Linked DNA regions of Cyprinus carpio: region 2 is linked to region 1. Evidence: chromatin contacts called from public Hi-C data. All regions are on one chromosome and are shown on one strand. The core of a region is the stretch at or near the end of the contact, and the rest is flanking DNA. Distances in the headings are between cores, read along the strand shown.

Region 1 (3,941 bases), core at 773-3,272:
ATGCAACAATTCCAGCTCTGATGGTTTCCACCTTCCATCCGACCCCAGTGCTCCCTGTATTCTTGTGGGAGTTGGGAGCGGCATTGCTCCATTCCGTAGCTTTTGGCAACAGCAATTGCATGACATGAAAAAAACAGGTATTGAATTTTATCTCTTATCACATTCAAGTGGTTTCAAACAGTCCATTGAATTAGCTCACCTCAAGTTTCTGAACCTCAAGTTGTGTTATTTCTTCCAGGTCTGAAAGGGAATCCAGTGACACTCGTGTTCGGGTGTCGAGGTTCAGATACCGATCATCTTTACAAAGAAGAGACTCTGGACATGAGAGATAATGGTACCCTAAGCAGTATCATAACAGCTTACTCAAGACAAACTGGACAACCCAAGGTAGACACACTTGACACTGTAACTGTAATAATATCTAGAAATCTCTAATATCTGTAAATATCTAGTAATATTGATAGTGTGTCATAATATATAAATATATTTATAATAATTATTATCATCGCTGTAGCTGTTATATTTTATTATATATATTTTATTTTTATTATGTAAAATGAGTAATAATTATGAATTATTTATTAATATTTAATAAGTATTTATTATTTAATAATATCTTATTTATTATGTATTTTTCAACTTTAATTTTTTTCTGAAATAGGTGCTTTGTTATACCTTTTTGCTAATAAAAAACATAAATCATTACTTATAGTTAGAACTAAAAAATCATTCTAAATGGCAGTTAACACTCTTTGGGGATTGTTGCTTACTCTCTTATGTAACTCTCTTAGGTTTATGTCCAAGACATCTTGCGAGAACAACTGAATGACAAGGTCTTTGAGGTTCTGCACCATAATCCAGGACATCTGTATATCTGTGGAGGCATGAACATGGCCAATGATGTGGCTGCCACTATCAAGGAAATCCTAGTCAGCCGGCTGGGCATCACTCTTACTCAGGCTGAGGAATATCTGTCAAGGCTCAAGGTGAACCTTTAAATTGTTGACACATTTTATAGCTGCTTCAGATAATCATGTCTTACAGCATTTATGCTCCTTTAAAAGGCTCAGTTGTCGTGAATGGTGAACTGTTTGTAGTCTGTAATGATATATGGTCAATAATTTTACATGATTATGCTTTTTTTGTTCACAGAATGAGAAGCGGTACCATGAAGACATCTTTGGATCCTAGTGCTTGAGATCACCTGGACCACTTCAATCTTTTCAATATTCAAACACACCAAAACTGGGGATATTTTAATTTTTTAACTTGTAATATTTTGATTTTCATACAGCTTCCAAAATAATGCAAAAACCTCTCTTGACTTAAAAAATTCACAAAATCGCTACACAAATACCCAATAGCAGTGTATTAAATTTCCATGCACCACCCTGATCGTCAGTAACTTTTGGAATGTACAGCTCAAATTATGGAGAAATATTAGTTCCTTCTTGTAAATAAACTGTATTGTTTACTGTATTATTCCTATCTGTTTGTTTAAAATGAATGCCTTTTTGTTTGTTTTTGGGAAGATTGACCTTAACTTCTTTAGAGTAGTGGTTTTATCGCTGACTAAATGCAGGAACAATTCTTTTGGAGCAATCTAGAGTTTCCATGCTCAACAGAACAACATGGTCACCTGTCCGAGGGCTTCAAAAGTCTGAACTTTTATACAAAGAATTTACTTGTACATGCCACAGATATGCTTATTTTATTAGTGTCCTATAAATTGTGCAATACTGTTTTTTTTCTATACTTGTTTATTTTTATACTTAACTTAGATTTGAATCTCACATTTTCAATGTCGTTTCATACTATAGCCTCATCATGCCAAACTATACTTTCAGTTCAGTGTTTATTGTTAATACTTTCTTTCATAAGTGTTACATATAAGTGTTGCATAAATCTTTAATTGGATGTTCATGTTAAATACTGCATTTTGTAATAAACAGACTATGAAAACCACGGTAGATGTTTTTTTTTTTCTTTTCCCCTTCGCATTCTGTAGTTTGTCTTTAATTGGTACCCGTAGTAACACCGGAAGTCGTGTATCCGTGCTGCAGCAGAGAGCGTGTAACTGTCACCGTTTCCTGACTTTTCTGTGATATTTATTCATATTTAATTAAATTTGTATTATCATATAGACATATTATGGCTGGAAGTCGACTTGAGAAATTCGGGACCGTATTTACGCGGTAAGCATTAGTGAAAGCATGTGCTTCTTGAGTTCGTTTCAAGGTTAAAGACAAAAATATTAAGTATAAAACGTGTCTTAGAACAAGAGATCGGCTTATTGTAAAATGTTTTATGTGATATGAAAGTGTACCGTGTAAAAACATTTTAGAATGCCAAGAACGGAAATAATAAACCAGAGACCTTTTGTATAGTGTACAGTTAGCGTTCTGAGGTTGAATGACTGATTGTTGTTTGTAAAGGGTTCGTGATTTAATGCGAGCTGGAGTCATCAAGCACGAGGAAAGGCCCATCTGGTTTGATGTGTATGCTGCTTTTCCTCCTAAGAGAGAACCTCTCTATGAGAAAGCTGTGAGACCACTGAAGATACATGCAGCAGATACTGTACCTGAAATCTTATACAAAGAGGATGAAATACGAGCGTAAGTCCAAACATACCCGTTCAGAACGCTAATATATCATCTTTAGTAACTTGGTTTGGTTTCAGGTTACTCTTGTGCCCTTCATTTGTACTTCATATTCTCTGCAGCCCATTTTTGGGTCACTGACCCTCCAGTTAAACTTGCATGCATGCTCGACCTTTGCAGTAAATCCACATGACTTTTTTTTTCTGTGGTTGTAGGAAGTTCTTTGAGGTTTATGGTAATGGACCAAGAGCTTTTGAGCTCCTCAAGCCCAATTTTGTATCATCATGTCAGAGGTACGTTATGATGGGAAATTACACATTTTTATGGTACAATCTCTTTAAATGCTTTTTGATTTAGTTGTTGTGTTACTGTATCTCTGTGCAGGTTTGTTATGAAGTACGGTGAATTAGAAAGCAGAGGGGATGTCAAACCTGAGCTGCTGTTTGAAGAGACTGCAAAAGTGCTGCTTGCAGAGGGCATTTATTTAAGAAAGAGAGGAGGACCTGCGGTGAGCCTGAGAGCTAAATGATTCTTTAGACTACATGCATTTAATTTTGTATTTGTTCATCGTGTTTTTTTTATAAAGAGGGTGTGGCCAAAGTCTGTGTAGGGTTTGTTTATTGTTCTTTAGATTGACTGACATGTTGGCAGAGCAGCAAAGAGACACAGACGTGGAGACAAATATTCCAGAGAAACAGCCAGGGGCAGAGATGGTGAACCCTGACAGACAGACATCGTCATAAATGTACCACTTCTCTTCAGTTAGGGCAGTGTAAACTGCTCCTGCCTCTAGCACATCAGTGTGCCGGTCAATCATGCAATCAAACACTGGGACACAGATATAGTTTGTACAGTTGTGGACACTGTAAACTCACGTGTCTTTACCCTTTGCTGGTGTCAAATGAGTGATGTTAATGATATGTTTGATGTTTGAGAATTATTTTTGATTTAGGTCTTTATAGCCAAGCAGCTGGGGTTTAGTGAATGACTTTATAATACAGATCTTGCAAGTGTTTCACTTCTGTGAAAAATGTCTAATGTCTTGTGTAATAAAATATCTGGAGTGTTTAATGAAAGTAATTTCAAGTCCATTAACAACAGGAGTGGAAAAGTATCTGCATTGTAAATACTCAGTGTTATATTTCCAATTTTCTGAGTCACTCCATAAACTTATGATTCATATTGATATTAAACTGTTGTTTTTTTTTTATACTACATCTTTTTTTTTTTTTTTTTTTTGCTTATATTTTTATCCTCAACAGGATCTTAAAGAAACTTAGGGAAGTTTTTATGTATTTTCATTGTTTTTGTGATGTTAAAATTTATGTGATTATAAAATTT
Region 2 (3,913 bases), core at 1,004-3,503, 260 kb after region 1:
CATAAACGCAAACAGAAGGGGACATACCGTCTTTGAGTCTAATTCATGGTGAGGTTGAGCTAGGACCTTATCTACACTGGCCGCATCCGCAAACGTAACGAAGCCAAATCCCCTGGAAAACAAAACAAACAAAAACACAGACATACATTAGGAGCTGACAGCGATGTGTTACACATGTTTGACTGGTGAGCTTCTTAACATATCCATTCTATTCTATTACTTAATGCTACATGAACTTTCATATCTAAAACAATTTCAATAACATGTTATCTTAGAAATATAGTGCGTCGCGGACAAAAGAGTATGGTAGGTTACACAAAAATGGAAATTCTGTCATCATTTACTCACCCTCATGACGTGAGTAAATAAAAGAATGTTTAGAATGACAGCTTCAGTCACCATTCACTTTCATTGTGACGTTATTGGAGGGGGGGTATGCAAATAAAAGTGAATGGTGACTGAAACTGTCAGTCCCTAACAATCACTTTTGTGTTTTACGGAATAAACAACGACAGAATTTTCATTTCCGTGTGAAATATCCTTTTAATATGTCCACCCTATTATATTATTTAGCAAGAACTTGGTTGACAAAACATTTCAGATAAACATCTGCATAATGTGTTACTTTAGAAATACAGTTTGTCAATGACATATGGACTTTCCACGCCACACTCAATCATGGGTTAAAGTCTTTTTAAATCCTGTGTAACGGCCAGTAATAACTAATAATAAGTAATAAAAATAATTTTAACCGTCCGTTATGAAATTCTGCTACATAAGTTTAGCAAAAGACAACCAATCACAAACTGCTTCGGCGCTTACCTCATTAAATATTCATGAGCATTGTACAGTCGCAGAAACTTTCACGCGCCGTTTAATTTAAATGTTTGAGGAAAACAAACAATGTATTTTGCGGTACATTTCAGAAGATGTCAAGCAAATGGAGAAGGTCTGCGTAGCGACATTTCTACGGATATTAAAACAGGTCGCGTGCAGTAAGCGTCGAATCAACGTTTTAATTCTCATGAATATGCAAATGAAAACGCTAACGTACAGTAAGAAATCTCGCAATCTGCCAGCGGAGAATTAATTACTAACCCAGGGTAAAGTATGAACGGTGTGAAACACGGAAAAAAATGTAACCCAGGGTTAAGAATGATAATTTCAAGTGTGAAAAACCCATTAACGTGCCAAAGTCAAAGATAAAAACACAAGCAACCGCATTAAGCGCTCGGTCCATTAAAAACATTTGGTTTAACATGAAGAATCCCAAATCAATGTCAAACTGTATCCCGTCCACAGACACAGCGATCGCCTCAACAGCGCGTAGCATCCGAATAACAGCGCAAGGGCAGGTTAATATCGCTTTGAATAAAACCTCAACGTGTTCAGGGATTAAAAAAACATTGTCTTTGTTTTTTACCTGGAGCGTTTTGTCGTGGGATCTCTCATCACCATACATTCTCTGATCTCTCCAAATTTACTAAAATAGTCTCTAAGGCTGTCTGTGAAACAAAACAGAAAGAAAAGAGCACACATGAGCAAAGCATTCGTGCGTTACACACCAGTTTGTAAATTAAACGCCCCCCTGGATGTCTAACAGGGGTCGAATAGAGGACTTCATATGACGGCACATATCCCGCACAGCGCGCGCCACGCTGGACACAATGAAAGAAACACAACACAGCCCGACAAACGCGTGCAAACGACAGCCAACCATCGGTCTCTTACCTGGTGAAGTTTGCCAGCTGAGGCCACCGATAAACATTTTACTGTAAGGGGAGAAAACAGCAGAAGTGAGTCCAGATGTCAGATCGGCCATTTTGACGTGTAGCTAGCGACAAAAAAGCAGAGCTAAACGAAGGCAAAGCAGAGCGGTGTGTGTTTACTGAGCCCAGGCGGGCTGTGCTCTCTAATATACATCAAACAAAGGTGTAGTAGTTGCGTGCACCCGGAAGAGCGTTTTTAAAACATGCTCACTGGAGAAAAACACACAAGGAGGAAAAAAAAAAAGAAAGTGAAGTGCAGTCAGCATTGGCTCTGGCTTACCCCGGGTCGTGTTGCGAATCGTTAGGGCTTCCAGATGTGGCTTGGCTCCCGTCTCCCTCCATGGCTAACCCAACTATGGCCAGTAACTAACACACACACTGTCAGAGCTAAGAGAATATTACTGAGCCGGGAATGCGAGCGTCACACGTGGGATCAGCTCTGCCTGGCTCCCTCCCCCTCCCGTCACCCACACGGGGCGGAGCGCAGAAGGGGCTCGTCACCTCACCCATTCCATTGACGTCATTAGCATGGCCCCGCCCACCCGGGGCTCAGCGCGTGAGGATCGGATCGAATCGCGTCACTTTTATTATTGTCACATAGCCGTAGACACGCATATGGGTAGCGGATACACATTATACACACGTAGAAATGAAAGAAGCGAGTGTAAACAAAGCTGGAAAGTCTGTCTGAGTGATGCATTGGTACGTCTGAATATCACACCCAAGATCCAGAGTAGAATTAGCAGCGCAGTGATCTTTTTCTGCTAGATTTTTTTCATTGCAACCCAAAATAGAGAAATATTACATCACAGATAATTTTAATCAGCACTGATTAATTTTTAATACTTCTCCCCAAAGAGAATTCATAACTTACCTTCTGTTTGTTTTGAGCTGCTCAAACATGTCCAAAAAGCAAGTAGAGCGTAAATTAATTTACAGACAGGCTTTTTTTTTTTTTTTTTTTTTGATTAAATCAGTGGAGGATGTCATTTTTTCCCCCTAAATCTTCAGGGTTTACAAATAGCTGTTTTTCATATTATGAACTAATTATTATATTGAGAAATCGCATTTGTAAACATGCCACATCACGCGCTTATGATATAACATTACACACAATATAAAAAATGTTAAAATTGTAAACAAAATAAATTATTGAAGTATGTTTTACAAGTTCAAAAATGCAATATGTTACTAGCTGTTTCTTTGCACTTGTTTGAGAAATTTACTAGCAGTGAAAAACTATTTCAACACCAATTTTTCCAGTATGCAAATATGATATCTATAAGGTGAGAAAATCTAACAGCAATAAACTTCTACTGATTGACCAAAGAAAACATGCCTTAAACATAAGCATATCAGAAATCAATACTTGTAATCACATTCTCAAGCATACATGCAAATATCATGTATGAATATTGTTTTCCACTGCTGTGTATACTCATATACTGACTGTACAGAATACACCTCCTTCTCCCTCTGTCACATTGAGACGTTAAACAGGAAATATCTGAGCTATCACACACCCCCTGAGGGTCTTTGGACCCCTTGACTTCTGCAAAATGCAGTTTCACACATCAATTAATGGTCTTTAAAATGCACCAAAAAGGTTAAGGGATCTTGTGCTTATTATCCATGGAGAGGGGGAAGAGCGAAAAGGAAATAGACAGAGAGAGGGGCTCAATTAAGGCTGCCTGCTCAGTGGATTTTCAGTCATGCTACAGTGATTGCTGTTTATTTCCTGCAGCTCTGTTTGAGAGAGACTCCGCGGCCCAAAGACACCTCATCACTCTTCTTTTTTGTTCTCTATACCTATACCAATTCATATTTCCTCTTCTCGCCTCTCCTGCTAAAGATAGCTTCTGAACAACAGTCAGAGCTCTTGAAGTAAAGAGCCCACATGAAGCCGGTGTCCAGAGGAGGGAGGCTGAGATGCTCTTGATTGGCAGGTGAACCCGCTGTCTCACCTCACTGCCTAGCGGGCAGCTTGTTGGTAAACTGACACACGGGTACCTGTGGGGCACAACCCAGAAACCGAAACATCTCTCTCCCCTCTCAGTTTATACTCTCTCGGGCTTTGAGCAAGACAAGACCACCGTTTTGAAAAAGACAAAAATAAACAACGTGTCAAAGACACTATTGTTTTC

The links. A called contact is a pair of places that touch in the nucleus more often than the background predicts.
Region 2: a contact with region 1 is called in a Hi-C map of skeletal muscle, with 4 times the contacts expected there. The contact joins the promoter of msi2b here to the promoter of mrps23 in region 1. A contact is called at or near these places in 4 of 8 Hi-C or Micro-C datasets (liver and skeletal muscle).

Annotation. Positions count from the first base shown.
Region 1 is chrB15:20,351,051-20,354,991 of ASM1834038v1, forward strand. mrps23 (28S ribosomal protein S23, mitochondrial) reads left to right here and starts at 2,023. Exons shown (of 5, transcript XM_042739716.1): 1 at 2,023-2,195; 2 at 2,436-2,615; 3 at 2,816-2,893; 4 at 2,985-3,122; 5 at 3,208-3,506. The coding sequence starts at 2,152. The coding sequence ends at 3,343. nos2b (nitric oxide synthase 2b, inducible) reads left to right here. Exons shown (of 29, transcript XM_042739715.1): 26 at 16-137; 27 at 239-387; 28 at 792-986; 29 at 1,153-1,965. The coding sequence ends at 1,191.
Region 2 is chrB15:20,608,317-20,612,229 of ASM1834038v1, forward strand. It overlaps msi2b (RNA-binding protein Musashi homolog 2b), which reads right to left and starts at 2,254. Exons shown (of 11, transcript XM_042739725.1): 1 at 2,050-2,254; 2 at 1,732-1,772; 3 at 1,424-1,505; 4 at 28-112. The coding sequence starts at 2,111.